Linked DNA regions of Drosophila melanogaster: region 1 is linked to region 2. Evidence: chromatin contacts called from public Hi-C data. All regions are on one chromosome and are shown on one strand. Each heading gives the region's core, a stretch centred on a gene start, on an enhancer-like site or on the middle of the called end of the contact. The rest is flanking DNA. Distances are from core to core; before and after follow the strand shown.

Evidence for each region. Hi-C and Micro-C count contacts between places; a contact is called where the count stands out from the background.
Region 1: a contact with region 2 is called in a Hi-C map of the S2 cell line, with 4 times the contacts expected there. The contact joins the promoter of jub here to the promoter of mus101 in region 2. A contact is called at or near these places in 8 of 107 Hi-C or Micro-C datasets (the D17-c3 cell line, the ML-DmBG3-c2 cell line, the S2 cell line and 2 more) and 1 of 6 datasets of contacts at active chromatin or transcription factors (the S2 cell line).

Annotation. Positions count from the first base shown.
Region 1 is chrX:13,828,917-13,832,862 of dm6, reverse strand. It overlaps jub (Ajuba LIM protein), which reads left to right and starts at 2,546. Exons shown (of 6, transcript NM_001298303.1): 1 at 2,546-3,946. The coding sequence starts at 2,853. AMPdeam (AMP deaminase) reads left to right here. Exons shown (of 9, transcript NM_001258730.2): 4 at 23-117; 5 at 190-646; 6 at 707-1,161; 7 at 1,229-1,523; 8 at 1,585-1,695; 9 at 1,763-2,122.
Region 2 is chrX:13,720,303-13,724,070 of dm6, reverse strand. It overlaps mus101 (mutagen-sensitive 101), which reads right to left and starts at 1,825. Exons shown (of 1, transcript NM_080170.4): 1 at 1-1,825. The coding sequence starts at 1,717. Mrgn1 (Mahogunin ring finger 1) reads left to right here and starts at 2,094. Exons shown (of 3, transcript NM_132687.2): 1 at 2,094-3,653; 2 at 3,720-3,768. The coding sequence starts at 2,395.

The sequences.
Region 1 (3,946 bases), core at 1,297-3,796, 110 kb before region 2:
CACACTCATGATAATATTCCAGGACGAAAGCAGTGAGATCAAATACGAATATCCAGATATGAGCCAATTCGTAAACGACATGCAGGTCATGTGCAATATGATTGCCGATGGGCCATTGTAAGTATATTTTCAGCAATGTATCAAATCGATTAAGATATAGAAATAATGTCCAATGCTCGACTTTAATAGGAAATCCTTCTGCTATCGACGTCTCTGTTATCTGTCGTCCAAGTATCAGATGCACGTGCTCCTCAACGAGCTGCGTGAGCTGGCTGCCCAGAAGGCGGTGCCGCATCGCGATTTCTACAACACCCGCAAGGTGGACACCCACATCCATGCCGCATCGTGCATGAACCAAAAGCATCTGCTGCGCTTCATTAAAAAGACGCTGAAGAACAACGCCAACGAGGTGGTCACCGTCACCAATGGCCAGCAAATGACACTGGCCCAGGTGTTCCAGTCGATGAACCTGACCACCTACGACCTGACCGTCGACATGTTGGACGTCCATGCCGATCGCAACACGTTCCATCGCTTCGACAAGTTTAACTCCAAGTACAATCCCATCGGGGAGTCGCGGCTCAGGGAAGTCTTCCTGAAGACGGACAACTATCTGAATGGCAAATACTTTGCACAGATCATAAAGGTGGTTATCAATTCACAACTGAATACGATTATAAACTAATTCTTCCGTTTTTCTTGCCAGGAAGTGGCCTTCGATCTGGAGGAGTCCAAGTACCAGAACGCCGAGCTGCGTCTCTCCATCTATGGCAAGTCGCCGGATGAGTGGTACAAACTGGCCAAGTGGGCCATCGACAATGATGTGTACAGCTCGAACATTCGCTGGCTGATCCAGATACCCCGTCTCTTCGACATCTTCAAGTCGAACAAGATGATGAAGTCATTCCAGGAGATCTTGAACAACATATTCCTGCCGCTCTTCGAGGCGACAGCCCGACCCAGTAAGCATCCCGAGTTGCATCGCTTTCTGCAGTACGTGATCGGATTCGATTCGGTGGACGATGAGTCCAAGCCGGAGAATCCGCTCTTCGACAACGATGTGCCACGTCCGGAGGAGTGGACCTACGAGGAGAATCCGCCCTATGCCTACTATATCTACTATATGTACGCCAACATGACGGTGCTGAACAAGTTTAGACAGTGCGTAGAAGTATATTGATATGTATATATATCATTGATTAACCCACTGTTACCTTTGATACATCAGATCTCGCAATATGAACACCTTTGTGCTGCGGCCCCATTGCGGCGAGGCTGGACCCGTGCAGCATCTGGTTTGCGGCTTCCTCATGGCCGAGAACATCTCCCACGGCCTCCTGTTGCGCAAAGTGCCCGTGCTGCAGTATCTGTATTATCTGACCCAGATTGGCATCGCCATGTCGCCGCTGTCGAACAACTCCCTGTTCCTCAACTATCATCGCAATCCGCTGCCAGAGTATTTGGCCCGTGGCCTCATCATTTCCCTCTCCACGGATGATCCCTTGCAATTCCACTTCACCAAGGTGGGCTAGACAATATATGCTTTAATATTCAGCATTAAATTAACCCATGTCCGCTTTTCAGGAACCCCTCATGGAGGAGTACAGCATTGCGGCACAGGTGTGGAAGCTCAGCTCATGCGACATGTGCGAGCTGGCCAGGAACAGTGTGATGATGAGCGGATTCCCACATGCCGTGAGTTCCAAGCATGCTTTCTGCTTTATGTTCGGACAAATGATTCCAATTCCGATTTCATCCACAGATCAAACAGCAGTGGCTGGGACCCATCTATTACGAGGACGGTATCATGGGCAACGACATCACGCGCACCAATGTGCCAGAGATCCGTGTGGCCTATCGCTATGAGACACTGCTGGACGAGCTGTCCAACATCTTCAAGGTGAACCAGACGTGCTCCATTGCAGACATGAACGCCACATAGTCTGGTCCATGCGGTACATCTGCTCCATCGCGTTGTTGTGGCTTCCTATGCTAACTTAATGCAAATTACGCAGATATATACGCTAGTTATATACATAATTTAAATGTTTCTGTACTAACCAAAATGTAAACGCGGCAGACCAAAACCTTTAAATATACAAAACTTGTACACGAAACTTCCATTCATTCAACTTTTATTTAAAAATAATCATAAGGTAAATAATATATAAATATAAATAATAATATATTTCGAGCTATGGGATCTAAAATTGTAGTTTTGGCTAACCTTTTGGGTTCAAAAGTAAAAATAGTGGATATAAGTTAAAAACTCAAGAAGAGTAATATTAAAATTTCAATGTTTGAAATTTAGACCTCAAATATTTCAAAATCCCGACTTTAAATGGATTAAAATTATTGCAAGCTAAAAAAATAACTAAGTGGAATTGTAATTAAATTTACAATTTTAAATAATAACGTTGCTAGATTAAAAAAAAAAAAACAATGTAATGCAATGCAATATGTATTTGATATTTTAGAGTGGCCCTTTTGAGCTGCAGTATATTTTGTGGTATATTCGCCTGCCTGCCGGACAGTATATTATAAACGTAACCCGCGGCGGTCACACTTAACTGTACGAATTTTTTGATATTCCAATGCAGGCGCACAAAGAAAATGCAGAAAAGCTGATAGAATAAAGGAAAAGCCGACTGACTGATTGCCAACTAGCCGAGCACAGTTAGCTAAGGTCTTTTCCGACCGGGAAAAGCGAGCCAATCGTTGATTTCGGGGCGGCGTCCCCCCCGCAGAGCGAGACAGCAAGTGTGGCGAGGGAGTAGGAGAGACGGAAGAAGAAGACGATAAGGAGGAGGAGCAGGATCTGGTGGATAAATATACATATATCAAAAGACAGAATGACCACCCAGCGGACGCAGACGCAGGCGAGGAATCCCGGCAACTCCGATTCCGACTATGAGACACTGATGCAGCGTCTTCACATCGGTGGGGGAGGTGGTGCTGGTGTTGGAGGAGGGGGCGGCAGTGGTGGCCCTGGAGACGGGGGCGTGGCCATGCGAAGCTACCAGCGCTCACCGGGCGCCATTGAGAACTACCTGCAGGAAAGTCAGCAGCAACAGCAGCAACATCAGATGCAGCAAATGCAGCAACTCCATCACAATCAGGACTATAAGCTGTACGAGCGCGGCAACATCATTGCCGCCTCCAAATACGCCACGCCCCGTCCGGTGGAGCAGATACAGCACACGCACAACGGAAGTGCACAAATCTATGCACCGACCGCACAGATTCTGGGCCAGCGGATTGCACCGCAGAAGCATTCGCCGGTATATGAGAACTTGGAGTTCTACGGTCAATTCGATTCAAACCACAAGAGGGCTCAGCCTCAAAGTCCCGGGAGCAGGCAGAGCGCCATATTGAACGGCTATCTGCTGATGCAGCCCATTCGGGCTGGGCGCTTTGCACACACGCCGGTGCCAGAGAATCAAGGATCTGCATCGTTGGGAACGACCAGAGCAGCAGGAGGACCACCACCACCATCGGGACGTTCTGCTGCTTTGGGTCCAACTGGCGATCTGGAGGAGCATGCTGCGCCCATATACGAGAACATCATTCCACACTCTGGCCAGCGGGCACAGCCACAGGCCTCGCCGGCCACCGCCACCATGTATCAGGAGATGCAGCCCACGTCCAACTCCTCAGGCAGTTCGTCCACCGCCGGTCTGGATCTCAATGCGCTGCTGGCCTCGCCCATGCACCAGCGAAGCATTAGCAGCAACACGGCCAGTTCTAGCTCCTTGGGATCGCCAACGCAACGATATAGGAATCTATCGTTACCTAGCCACCTAAGTCCCGTACCCACCGCGCAGTCGGTGGCCAAACTGCAGCAGCACACGCCCGTTAAGTCGCCCGGCGGCGCCATTAATGTCTCCGTTAATCCTAACTATATAGAGGACATCAATAGCTCTGACTACGTTTGCATGACGGCGAA
Region 2 (3,768 bases), core at 576-3,075:
TTTGGGTGGAACTTGCCGCTGGTTGAAGGAGACTAACATCTGCCGGTGGCAGTTGTGCCACTGCTCCTTGATCCTGTGAGTACTGATCCAGCAGCGTATGATCCGGCTCCTCGTGCTCCTGTTCCTGCACGGGATCCGGTTCCTGATCGAAAAGCTTCTTCTTGATGGGCAATGTTGGCTGCTTGAAGCTGTGGTTCATGGAGCGCAGTGTTCGCTTGCTGGCAGGAGAGGCAACGTCTGGTTCTCGATTCTGTGGCATCGACACACGATGCACCAACTCACTGACCACGCGACCAGCTCGAATGCTCTCCAGCAGCCAATCTAGGCGCACCACATGAACTGAACCCATGAGACCATCGCGCTGCCACTGTCGGTATTCGGCGTCATCCAGTTGGCCCACAATGATGTGTGAGATGCCCTCATTGGCCTCATCGTAGCGGGTCGCTCCGCCCGTATTCAGCACTCTGTTTAGCTTCTCACGCTCCTCTGAGCGGAAGCCACTCAAATACACACAGCAGCCATCCAGAAAGGCGCCCGCTTTTTTCGCCTGACGCGGTTCAATCTCGGCCAGCACCTGCTGGTAGTTGCGGCCACTGCTAGTCGCCTGCTTGAGCAGCTGCTTGGCGGGCGAACTGCTGCCCACACTGCTGACGGATTCGTTGACGGTACTAAGATCGCTGCACATGCGACGCGAGCCGGAGACGAAGCTGATACGTGAGAGATCCGAGAGGTGCGTTTGATCTGCACCGGGAGCTGCGCCCGGACGAGTGGTCTTGGTGGGTGTGGACGACGTCTTGCCAGGCCGCACCTCATAGTCCTTTGTGGGCAGAGCGTAGCCGCGATTGCAGCTATCGAAGATCCATTCCGGCAGCAAGACATCCTTCTTGTAGCGTATGGCTGCCTTATACTTCTCGGTGTCCGTTTTTGTTTGCTCGGTGATGACGATGTCCACCACCTGGGAGCGAAAGGCACGATGATAGATGCCTCCATTATCGTTGACCAGCCGCATAACTTGATCCTTGCGCGCCACATCCAATCCACTGCACGTGATATTCGCACCAAAGAAAATGGGCAGGCGATACTTATCGAAATCAGGATCCGTGGCCATGATGCCCTCGCGCTGGCTGCGACGACTCTGATCCCAGACGTACTGCACCCAGTCGACGTGCATTACGGGTACTCCGTTCAGCGTTGCCTGCTCGTACTTGCTGGACTTGATGGTGTTCGAAATGAGGTGGGTGGTGCGATGCCCGAAGCTTTGAAAGTATATGCCGCCCATCCAGTTTATGAGCCTGCTCAATTCCTCTTTCTTCTGTGGTGTTATGCCCGTGGCCGAGACCTGCAGATCCCGCATGGCCGTGCTGTAGATGGCACTGCTGCCCTCGGGAATGGGTTCATTGCGCCGCAGGCAGGTGATGAGGCACGGTGGCCCCAGAATTAGTGCTCGCGTCTGCTGCAATTGCTCGAAGAATTCGCCCTCGAACTGGGTCAGCACAAAGACGTCCTTCTTGGTAAGGTTACCGGCTGCGATCAGGGGATATCCTTCGCTTGGCTTTATTTGCCGGATCTGCGTTTCCGCCAACTGTTGGCCCAGTAGCTCCCGCGCCGCCTCGAATTGCTGCAGTGTGTCGGCCTCCTGGACGCCACCGTCGCCCGGCTTCAGATTGTTCACGAAGTACGCGCAGATGGTCTCGTCCATGCTCATGCTTATGCTCATGATGGCGGTTGCGAGTGTGTTCTCTGCTCCGTGATGCGCTGCAAAATTGCCGTGATTTTCGCACTGCACTTTTTTTCGCGTACGCTATTTTGGCGCCGTTTGTTATTGCCTTCAAACCGTTGGCAACGCTGGCTTGTGATTAGTTGGCAACTACGAGTTGAGCTATGTGGCAACGCCGACGGCGAATTAAAAAATAATGTGTATGGGTAATTTTAATTATTTATCTCTAAGATGTAAGGATTTTTTATTTACTTTTTATCAAATAAATAAAATATTTCGAAAATAAGCAGTTATTTATCAGTTTTGGTTTAAGCTATCGATATATTTCATTAAGCGAAATATCGATATCCACGTCGTCGACGGCAGCTCAGCCCTAAAAGAAAGGAAGAAAGAAGAAAGGAAAGGCAAATCAGAAATAATCAAGACATTGACCAACTTGTACTATTGCTAGTTTTGTGGACACAGGATCCAACACTTGAAGGCGACCACAGCTTTCGCACACTCACACACACACAGCGGCCATTTTCCGCCGAACAAGTGAAATGCCAACATGCCATTGTATGTGTGGTGGTGACCAACTGAAATAGAATAATAAACTAAACCAAAGCGAAGAGAAAACGTAGGCCAAGAGCTATATTGGATCTGTGTCACAGTTTTCCATAGCACCAACCTATCAAATGGGCAACTTTGTGAGCAGACAGAACGCGGCGGTGGAGGAGGCCGATCCGAGCACGAACAATGCCTACAAGTATCCACCGAGAATGGGTAACTTCTTTGGCACCCACTTCATCATGGGCGGCGAGCGCTTCGACACGCCCCAACCGGAATCGTACTTGTTTGGCGAGAATGCGGATCTCAATTTCCTGGGCAATCGACCCACAGCCTTTCCGTATCCCCCGCCGCAGGCCAATGAACCGACGAAGACCCTGAAGAGTCTGGTCAACATTCGCAAGGAGTCGGTGCGTTTCGTCAAGACGATGAACGACAAGAAGCTGGGCGGTGTACTCGAGAAGCCCAAGATGAAGGAGATTGATCGGGACTTGGATCTGGACAAGGAGAAGTCCAACGTGACCATCGAGGATGTGGATGGAAATGTGCTCTGCTCGATGGGTTTGGGTGGCGGTGATGCCGATATGACGCCCCCACCGCCGCCCTGCTCTTACAACATCGAGTTTACCTTTGACTCGGACGCCAAGTGCGCCATTACCATTTACTATTTCTGCTCGGAGGATGTCAGTCCCAGCGGCGTGACACTGGTGCCGCGCGAGGGTCTCACCTCGGAGACGTACCACTACGAGAAGGGCATCAATCAGTGCTTCTCGCAGCCGAGCCATGTCTTCAATCCGCAGCAGATGCCCGAGGATGAACTGGGCTATAGTCCCGGCCGTGAACAGTATCCCGTGGCCATTCACTGTGTGGTGGAGGAGGGCAGCGACGAGTGTCGGCAATCGCACACCACCATCTGTGTGATCGATCATCATCCGGAAAACGGCAGCTATGTGCTGCGTGCATTGAAGCAAAAGATCTTTGTGGATGGCTTGTGCTACCTGCTACAGGAGATCTATGGCATCGAGAACAAGGCCGTGAACAAAACGTCTCTGGACGAGGAGATCGACGATCATGGCAGCGAGTGTGTTATTTGCATGAGTGAGACGAGGGATACGCTCATCCTGCCCTGCCGCCATCTCTGTTTGTGCAATTCATGCGCGGATTCGCTGCGCTATCAGGCCAACAATTGTCCCATTTGTCGCGCTCCGTTTCGGGCGTTGCTTCAGATCCGTGCTGTCCAGAAGGGAATTAGCACGCATGTACTGCACCAGAACACGCCCACATCGGCGGCCGGGGAGCCGGCGCCAGTGGATGTTCCGCCAGGCTATATTCCAGTCTCACTAATTGAGGCACTCAACGGACCGCCACAGTATGTGGCCAGGGCTAGGTGAGTTATGGAATGGAATTAACCGATAAATCTTACGTAGCTGATGCCTTTTTTTCCAAAATTCAGGAACAGCGAACACGATGTCACGGACTCAGCTGCCACCGTGGCCGCTTCG